2 separate regions of the Macaca mulatta genome follow, and region 1 is linked to region 2. Evidence: chromatin contacts called from public Hi-C data. All regions are on one chromosome and are shown on one strand. The core of a region is the stretch at or near the end of the contact, and the rest is flanking DNA. Distances in the headings are between cores, read along the strand shown. Region 1 holds the start of MAN1C1 (mannosidase alpha class 1C member 1). Region 2 holds the start of SELENON (selenoprotein N).

Evidence for each region. Hi-C and Micro-C count contacts between places; a contact is called where the count stands out from the background.
Region 1: a contact with region 2 is called in a Hi-C map of liver, with 4 times the contacts expected there. The contact joins the promoter of MAN1C1 here to the promoter of SELENON in region 2. A contact is called at or near these places in 7 of 14 Hi-C or Micro-C datasets (CD4 T cells, blood, fetal cortex germinal zone and 3 more).

The regions. Positions count from the first base shown.
Region 1 is chr1:215,415,609-215,420,830 of T2T-MMU8v2.0, forward strand. MAN1C1 (mannosidase alpha class 1C member 1) reads right to left here and starts at 2,152. Exons shown (of 13, transcript XM_077968783.1): 1 at 2,083-2,152; 2 at 573-798.
Region 2 is chr1:215,222,896-215,227,763 of T2T-MMU8v2.0, forward strand. It overlaps SELENON (selenoprotein N), which reads right to left and starts at 3,204. Exons shown (of 12, transcript NM_001347992.2): 1 at 2,967-3,204; 2 at 2,220-2,337. The coding sequence starts at 3,149.

The DNA of each region.
Region 1 (5,222 bases), core at 902-3,401, 190 kb after region 2:
AATATCCTCTGGTTTGTAGGTTGCTTACTAGATTACAAAATATTTGCAGGACACCAAATATCCCCTTAAATCCTGGGTTTTCAGGTAAGCAGGTCCTACAGGGGTTTTGGACTTAAGATTACACAGTGAAAAAGAATGGAACCAGTGACTCTGTGTCCATAAATGCAAAAAGCGGGTGCACTGAGAAACCTGAACTCCTCTCTCATTAGCAACTCCGCAAAGGGAAGGAGTGGGGCTCACTGGGGCTGGAGGTTGGACAGGACAGACCAGAGTCTGGGAGTGAGGGGGCAGTTGGTCTAGGGGTTCAGCTGCCATCTGTCATGGTGGGGACGATTCACTGACCCGAGTGGTGGGAAACTGTGTAGGGAGGAGAGAAGGTGGGACACTTGGGAGGAAAGGGGAAGGTGCAAAGTGTAGTCTGCAGGGCCATAAGTAGACCCGGGACCAGGAGTGACTGAGGCAAGGGAAAGGGGTGGGAGCACCGGGACCAGGAGTGACTGAGGCAAGGGAAAGAGGATCTTCTCCTTAGTGGGGGCAATTGGTGGGAAGAATTGTGGGGACTGAGTTCATACCTCCTTGACTTTCTCCCGCTGGGCTCGCACTCGGCTCTGGGGCTCCTGACTCTCATCCGCCCTCGTTCCCAGGACCGGGTGGCGGAGGCGGCTCCGGAATGCGTTGAAGTCAAAGTGGAAAGAGATGCCCTCGTCCCCGGGCCTGGAGGCCGGGATGCTATTGCCCCGGGCCGCCGTGGCCTCCTCGCGGGGCCCGGTGGGGCGGGTGCGCCGCAGCCCCCCTTTCCTGCGGCGGGGACTGGCCCGGCTGCTGGGGTCATCCTCGCCCGGGGCCGGCGCGGCAGGGGCCGGGTTGGGAGGCGGCTCCTGCTCGCGGGCTGGGGCATGGCCGGCGATTTCGGCCACCACCTCCAGGCCAGGCTGCTGGGTCCGGGGGGCCAGGAAGAGGCGCTTGAGGCGAGAGGAGTGGGGCAGCAGGAAGAGGGCCCCGAAGCACAGGGTGACGAGGCCCGAGAGGAAGAGGAGGAAGAGGAACTTCTGCGGCAGCCGCAGCCCCCACGGGGAGGCCGGGACGAAGCCGGGCACTTTCCTCATGAGCATCTTGGCCGGGCCGGGGGCTCCAGAGGCCCTCGGAGTCCAGGCACGTGTCTGCGGGGCCGCGGTGAGGAGAGGGCGTCCGGAGCGCCGCCCGGGATGGGGATCCCTGGGCAGGGCTGCCAACCCTGAGAGTTTCGCCGCTTCGGGGGACTGTCCCCGAAGTTCAGGGAGTTTGGAGTGAGTCCTCCCGCGAGGAGGCGGGGGCGCAGCGGCCTCGGCGGGGCCCGGGCGAGCGGAGCGGCACGGCTCGGGGCCCGGGCCCGCAGCGACCGGCCGCGCGCCGCAGCCTCCCCTCCGGCCGAGCCCTCCCCGCCGCGCCGGGGCCCGCGCCTTCCCGCGCTGCGGCCTCCGGGGCCGTCACATGCCGTCCGCGGCGTCCCGGCTGTCCGCGCCGAGGGGCGCCCGCAGGCCCGCACCGAGCCGCCCTCCGCCCCCCGGGCTCCCGCCTGCGCTGGTCGGCGCCCAAAGTTTCAGCTTCAGAAGCAGTTTCCGGAGGGGACCGAGGTGATGGGGGGCTGGCGTGTCAGCGCCGCCCCGAGCGCGCGCACACCCAGCCCGGTCGCGACAGCGCCCGGTTCGACTATCGGGACACGTCCACAACTTTCTCCGCCGCCGAGCGGGCGCCGGGAGCGGCCAGGGAGCAGGAGAAGGCACTTCCGAGCCTGCGGGGGTAGGGGGCTTCCCCGGACCCCCGAGAGCGCAGGGATGCCCGAGTCCGGAGCCGCGGCTGAGCGGCTGCAGCTGCGCCCGGGAGCGCGGGCTCCCGCCCCTCCAACTCGGTAGGGCGCGGGGCTCCCGCTGGGATCACCTGTTCCCGGCCCCGCCGGCTCCGCGGAGCGCGCAGCCCCGGCCGCGCCTCCCCCGCTGCAGCTGTCGTCCTCGCAGCGACCGCTCCAGACGGGCCGCCGCCGCCGAGCCTGCGCCCCACACGCGCGCACAGCCGCCGGGCAGCCTCCGCCGCCGTCCCCGCCGCCGCCGCCGCTCCGGCTTTCACTGCGACAGCGCTCGCCGCCCCGCCTCCTGCCGCTCGCCAGCCACGCCCGCCGGCCACGCCCACGCGCGCGCCCCGCGCCCCCTCCCGCCGCCGCCGCGCCGCAGAGGGGCTGAGGGCCGCGCGTCCGGGGGCGGGGCAGAGGCAGAGCGCGGGCGGGAGCGCAGCCCGGCTCCAAGCCCCGCCCTCCCCCAAAGGCCGGCGTCGCGCGCACCCCCGATCCCGCCGGCGCCAATGGTCCAGCGGCGGGGGGCTGGCGAGGGCGGGGGCGGAGAGCGCAGCGAGGGCATTGGCTGCATCCGAGGGATCCCCGTTGGGCCACAGTCGCCTATTGGTTACTGCCCAGTCTTCGCTGGACCCCGAGCGACCGAGACCACCCCTCAACCCGCCCGCGAGGCTCGGGTTGGTGGCCCCCGGAAGCGGGCCGGAGACAGTGCTGCTCTGGAGGGCTGTGCCCGTCGCTGGGTGACCTCTTTCGCCCCCCAGTGTCAGTCCGGAGTTGTCAGGGAGCTGGCAGCCCGCGCCCTGGCGGCTGCCCCGGGCTTCTCAGCGCTAACGCCGAGCCGCGGCGATGCTGTTCGTGGCTGGAGCCAAGCCAGAGAGCTGTGACCGCGGCGGGGTCGGCGGAGGCGGTGTTTCCACTAACCCCCCGCAGACCACTGCGTGCCTTCCTTTTCCTACAACCCTAAACGGGGCCAGGGCCCCTGGGTGGAGCAGGGAGGGAGCCTGACCGCAGCCTTGAGAAGCAGCGAAAGGAAGAGCGCCCCGAGCGTGTCTACAGTAGACCACACACATCATGTGACGGACGTGTACCTTGATGCCTACGTGTGTTTATATGCACATGTGTGCGTCTGGGCATAGATCCATATGCACACAGAGACTGGCATGTGGGTGTGTACATGCACTCAAACATACACTTAATTTGGGTATGGACACCCAAGTGATTATACCACAGTATGCATAGACATATATGCAAATTAGCACAAACATGGACATGTGCACCCGCATACCCACATTCAGGCAACAGATACCTCCAAAAACAGCCGGGCATCAACTCCCAGACACGCGTGTCCTCAACCGCAAGGCCGTCACACCTTCCTCCTTGGACTTAGTCTCTGCATCTTCCCTTCCTGTTAAACCTAACCCAGGGTGAAGCAACATTGTGCTGTGTGGGTCTTTCATGCAAAACACTTTATAGAGACAAATAACAGCAGAGGGAGAGACAAATTAAGAGGTTTGTAATAGGCAAGAGGGAAAATATCTACTTTCAACTGCCATTTAAAATGAAATGCAGCGTTGACGAGACAGAAAATACTGCAGGGAAGCCTTTCCCAACAGAAGAAGGGGGCCAGGCAGGCTCTCTCCTCGTAAATCTTGCTTCTTCCCTGAGGTCTGATGCGGATGGGCGGCTGGGACTCAGTCATCCTTCTACCTCTGGCCAGACAACTGACAGCAGACCCACCCTCGATGTTTAAATATCCCTGGCATGCAACTTTCTCTCAACTGAAAATGAAAGTGGGGTAACAGGTGCAAACATTTTGGTCACTGGAGATGACTAATCCTTCCCAATCCCACAAATACACGCAGCTTAAATATAAAATTCCAATTCAGATATTTCAATCTCTGGTGAGTTTGGTTGGCAGGTTGATGTGGAACCAGCTGTGCATGTCAGAGATAAGCATGTGACCCTTTTGGGTGCAGGAGCCCAGAGACCTGGCCTGGCCTCACCCATGTCGCCAACACCCAAGCATCGTCTCACTGGGTCTCAGTGCAGGAAAGGGCAGCCATGTGTTTGGAGAACCAGGCAGGGAGCCAGCATTCATTAGAGTCGTCATCTGCATTGTTCCTCATTGAGAGTGTAGGGGAATCACTGTTCAGTCCCCTGTGAAGGTAGGATCCAGGAAGGGAGAAGAGCAGAGCTGAATCTCAGAAGGAAATGTCTGTTTGAACTAGATGCTCACTGTGATATGACACTGACCAAACTCTGCTATGCTCCGTGAGCCAGGGTAGAAGTGGGACTGCAGCAAGACTGACGTGCCTTTCAAACTCAGGCTACGAAAACTAGAGGCCCCAGCAGGTAACTCCATTTCAAAGTGATGTGATGTTGGTGATCACACCAAGTTGTTGATACCATCACTTGCTAGGGAGATACCAGTCTCTCTCTAAAAAGCTTTCTGAAACCCTGGGTGTCCCCTTGCCCCACACCTCTAGCCCCCAGAGACCTCATACATCCCGTGGCTCTTCTCCCACTGACTTGTGACTATTGGCGTGCTTTCCCAAAGCAGGTGCTCCGTTCTTCACCATGGCTTGCTTACTTCTCTAACTCTCTAACTTATCTAACTGCCCAGGTCTTAATCACAATGCCTTCCACATGGGCACTGTGTTTGCTCAGTAAATGAATGAAGAAATGAGTGAGTAGATGCCCATTTCACAGATGTGGAAACTGAGGCTCAGGGAATGGAACAACAGTGAACTAACATTTTCTATGTGCCAAATACATATTGTCTCATTTACTTTCCAGAATAATCTTTGTGGTAGATAATTATTAACAGCCCCATTTTACAGATAAGAATACCAAGGAGACTTGGGATGAGTTATAAGTATCTATATTAGAGTTCTCCAGAACAACAGAACCAATAGGCTATATATAGATATATAAAAAGAGATTTATTATGAGAGATTGACTTCTGTGATTATGGAAGGCTGAGAAGTTCCACAGTCTGCCGTCTGCAATCTGGAGGTCTAAAAAACTGGTGGTGTAGTTCCAGTCCAAGCTAGGAGGCCTGATAGTGTAAATACCAGTCTGAGTCTGAAGACCCGAGAACCAGGAGAGCTGACGTCCAAGAACAGGAGAAGATGGATGTTCCAGCTCAAGCACAGAGCATGAATTTGCCATTCCTCTTCCTTTTTGTTCTGTTTGGGCCATCGGTGGATTGGATACTGCCCATCCACATTGGTAAGGGCAGATCTTCTTTACTCAATTTACTGATTAAATTACTAATCTCTTCCAGAAATTCCCTTACAGACACACCCAGAAGTGATGTTTTATCAGCTATGTAAGCATCCCTTAGCCCAGTCAAATTCACACACAAAATTAACCTTCACAGTATCTTTCTCAGTTT
Region 2 (4,868 bases), core at 1,954-4,453:
GCTAACATGTCATTATGAGAGAACTCTCACTCTGGCCACATAAAAGGACAAAGAGGTGGCTGTGCAAATGCTCAGAAGTGTATGCAAAATAAGAGGTACAGGCAAGGCCACAAGGAGACGACCTGCTTATCTGCCCATCTGCTTTCATGACAGAACTGCCTGCCACCGAGACATCGATACACATCCACTCCAGCTCATTAGCATTTTCCATCCAACCTTTCTCCTCTAGCAGCGATCACAGGTCACCGGGCCAGCACGGAGCCAACCTACCCAATACACCCCTGAAAAACAGCAGGCCCGTGACAGTGCTTTGGAGCTTATGCACCCGAAACAGCTAGCATGTCTCTTTTGCCTTTCCCATCGATGACTGATTTACACCAGGCAATCTGGGTAACAAGTAGGTGCCGAAGATCCTAAGTTCAAGAAATGTCACAAGAAGTTGGAAGAAAATGGACACAGAGGTTGAGGTGATGGTGGGGGCAGCGAGAAAAGCATTTTATAATTCATTAGAATGTTTCAGCCCCTCATCTTTTTTTTTTTTTTGAGACGTAGTCTCGCTCTGTCACCCAGGCTGGAGTGCAGTGGCGCGATCTTGGCTCACTACAAGCTCCGCCTCCTGGGTTCATGCCATTCTCCTGCCTCAGCCTTCAGCCCCTCATCTTTAACCAAATAAATAAATAAATAATCACTGACTGCACTAGGCAAAAATGATAGCAAGAATGGAATAGGAGACCGGACACAGTGGCTCATGCCTATAATCCCAGCACTTTGGGAGGCTGAGACAGGCAGATCACTTGAGGTCAGGAGTTCGAGACTAGCCTGGCTAACATGGCAAAACCCCATCTCTACTGAAAATACAAAATTAGCCCGGTGTGGTGGTAGGCGCCTGTAATCCCAGCTCCTGGGGCGGCTGAGGCAGGAGAATTGCTTGAACCAGGGAGGCAGAGGTTGCAGTGAGCTGAGATCGCGCCACTGCACTCCAGCCTGGGAGACACAGCAAGACTCCAGCTCAACAACAACAACAAAAAGAATGGAATAGGAATCTGAAAACACCTAAGCAGAGTTTCAGATTTAGTAATAATAGTTACAGCTCCTGGCTGGGCGCGGTGGTTCACACCTGTAATTCCAGCACTTTAGGAGGCCAAGGTAGAAGGATCGTTTGAGCCCAGGAGTTTGAGACCAGCCTAGGCAACGTAGTGAGACTATATCTCTACAAAAATAGAAAAATCAGCTGAGCATGACAGCACATGCCTGTGTCCGTTACTCAGGAGACTGAGGCAGGAGGATCAACTGAGCCAGGGAAGTTGAGGCTGCACTGAGCCGTGATTGCACCACTGCACTCCAGTCTGGGTGATAGAACAAGACCCTGTCTTAAAAAAAAAAAAAAAAAAAGTTGTAGCTGTCGTCTATTGGAAATCTGCATATTCATCACTGTGCATTTCTTTTCTCTACTCCTGAAACCTGTGAGCTGGTACAGGACCCTGGAGCCAGATGGCCCCAGTTCTAGCCCTGGCTCCCCACCTTTCTAGCTTGGGAAACTGGGGAGCCTGCCTGTGTCTTAGTCTCTCAAACTATTAAACATGGGGATCATGACAGTGTCCATCTCCCAGGGCTACGGTGAGGTGTAAAGAGAGAACCCACATGAACCACTTAAATGCCTGGCACGGAGGAGGTGGCCAAGGAATGTTTTTTTTGTTTTTTTGGTTTTGCTTTGTTTGTTTTGAGACAGGGTCTCACTCTGTCACCCAAGCTGGAGTGTAGTGGTGTGATGTCAACTCACTGCAACCTCTGCCTCATGGCCTCAAGTGATCCTCCCACCTCAGCCTCCCAAGTAGCTGGGACTACAGGCATGCGCCACCACACCCAGCTAATTTCTGTATTTTTGTAGGGATGGGGTTTTGCCATGTTGGCCAGGCTGGTCTTGAACTCCTGGGCTCAAGCAATCCTTCTGTCTCCCAAAGTGTTGAGATTATAGGTGTAAGCCACCTCGCAGACCAAAGAATGTTAACTGGTATTATTGTTCACAAGTCTGAGAAAAACAGGCTCAGGGGTTGAGGGGCAGCTAGTCCAAGCCTCCACCTACAAAGTGTCAGAGCTGTGAGGAGTCCAGGGCCTCTGAGACCCCAGGGGCTTCCCTCCACTCCAGACAGCCCCTCCTGCTCAGTGAAGACACCGTGGCCAAGGCGCCCTCCTCCCCAGCCGCCAGCCTCTCCTGGTACCTGTTAGCTTCTCAGCAATGGGTTTGAACTCCTCAGGGCTGATGTACATATCCCCGTCAGTGTCCAAGGAGGAAAAGAGAAAAAGGCCATCTGTCCCCAGGGTCTTCAGCGCTGATTCCTGCTTGGGAGGAGAGACTGGGCTGGGCACCAGTTGGTGGCCTCGTCTCCTGGTCCCCAACAAGCAGTTGCTTCCGGATGGTGGGAGCCCCTCCTCCCACCATCTTCCTGAGTCCTCCCAGGGCCTCCCGGTCCATCTGTGCAAATGTCGCCTCTGAACTGACCCCAGAGCCTCCAGTCCCTCCTGGTCCCTGCTTATCCACTGTTTGGTCCGACTGCCCCTCCCAATTTGTCCCCAGCCCGCCTTAGGCCTGGTCCTGGCTGCTTGGCCCTGTTCCTCCCGCACCTTCTGTCCTCTCCTGTGTCCCCTCCTCACTGTCCCAGGGCTCCCCAGTGCCCCTTGCAGACTCTGTGGGTCCCAGCTTCACTGTGTCCAGGTCACCCCTCTGGACAGACCCCTCCAGTCTGTCCCAGCTCTACAGTGACCTCCGTTCGCCTCCTCCCCATCAGTCCGGCCCCAGGCTCCCCCACCCGCCTCCCGTGTCCCCTCCTTCTCGTGCTCCCCCCATCCGGTCCCCCTCCGCCCCCCGCCTCCCCCGCCTCGTCCCTGCCCATGTTCCCCCTGCTGCCGAGGCTCGGCCCTTCAGTCCCCGCTCCCGCGCCCCCGCCCCGGCCTGCTCGGGCCCGGACCTGCCGCGCGGCCGCCTGGGCCTCGGCGTGGCGGGCGCAGACTCGGACGGCGGCGGCGGCGGCGGCGGCCAGCAGGGCTCCGAGCAGCGCCAGGGAGCGGGCGCGGCGGCGCGGTGGCGCGGGAGGCTGCGCGGCGGGGCCGGGGCTCGGCGACCCGGGTTGGCCCGGCCGGGCCCGGCCCATGGCTGCGGCTGGCGGCAGCTGCGGGCGGCCCCCGACGCGAAGGAGCGGGGCGGGGCCGGGGGCGGGGCGGCCGGGGCGGGGCGGGGCGGTGGCAGGGACCCTGCGGGGGTCGCTGGGTCCCGGCTTCGCGGCACGGTCCGCACCCAGGGCGGGGTTGGCTACACCGGAGCGCCCAGAGGGGCTGAGCGCGTCTATGCGGTAGGGTCTGTAGTCGCGACCACCCCAGCCTCCCCAGGCCGCTTCCTGCCTCTCCGCGCCCCTTCCTATGCTTCCGTTCCCAAAGCTAAGCCAGGCCTCTGCGGCCCACTTGCCTGGCCCAACCCGGAGAGCGATTGCAGGCAGGGGACTGGGACAAAGAAGGGACTGGGGCCAGAGGCTGGGGAGAAGTCACACACCCTGTGCTCTCCTGGAGAAGGGGCGTCGAGGGCCACTGAGGCCTCGTGTCCACCTCTGCTGGCAGCCGTGTACGAGGCCAGAGACTGCTGAGGGGCATCCGTCCATCCTTACCTACAAGTTTTCTAAAAGTTCCTCTGTCATCTACAGCAAGACAAATTAAAAAGCAAGCCCAGCCCGTGTTCCCCTCATGTGCAGTTGGGGGGCCACCTTCGCAGATGCATGGGTTATGGGGATTGGCCTTGTTCCAGGCATAGCAGGTGCTGCTCTGAACTTGCACTTCTCTGGGCCCAAATTTCCTCATCTCCAGCAAGGAGGTAAAAGAGCTCCCCGACCCCCACCCTCCGAGCTCTGGCCTGGTGAGGGGAAGGCGAGGCTGTAGCCCCTCAGCAGCTGGAGCTACCAGAGGCCCTGGCTTTTCTGGAGAACAGCACGTGGCATGCTTGGAGGAGAGCCTTGGAAATAGAGGTGGGTGGAGTTGAGGACATATTTTAATGCCTGTCAATCCCCAGGAGCCTTGGTTCCTTGGGGCTCTCTTCCATTCTTTCAAAGCCCCCAGTTGCCCCGGGTGGCTCTACCTGCATTTTCTCAGACAAGGGTGGCAGCTACAGAAGCCTCTAGGCAAGAACTCTGAGCCCAGAGGTGAGCAGTGCCTGCCCTTGCGGAGCCCCACCAGCCCTCCAGCGCAGGGGCACTTGTTAGGCCTGAGGGATCCAAAGGATGCTGAGCTCCGCCTATGTGCTGGACTTGGGGCGGGGTGATTTACACTCTCACTCTGTTCTCAAGCCACCTTGTGAGGCAGAGGCTGCTTGCCTGGTTTTCAAATGAAGAAGCCTGAGCTCTGGCACCCAGGTCTACCTGGGTCCAAATCTGCCATCCTGCCTCCCGGGCTTCCCAGGGGATGGCCCAGTCAACTGAGTTGGGGGTGGGGTCCTGCCTCCACTGCCCATTCTGTTCTTTGGTAGCCAGCCATGGCAGCGCCAGGTGAGGCCTTCCCAGTGCCCATGCAGGGCGTGGCACATGGTGGGCACTCCTCAGTGTCTGTCAGATGAATGACTCCCAGGGACCTTCCAGAGTTGTGGGCCCGACCCAACCCTTGCCCTGTGCTCTGGCCCCAGTATCCTTAGAGGGGCCCACTAAGGGCCTGACATCTGGCGTTGGCTTCTGAAGGCTTCCAACTGTGCCACTTTCAACTCATTATTGCTACTGTTTGGGGACACCCTGCATATGACAGATGCTACTAGAAAACCAAATTCCATTCTATGGGAAGCAAAACTAGCCGAGCACAAAGCAGGTTAGGAGGGGAAGATTGATGAGCTAAAGCTT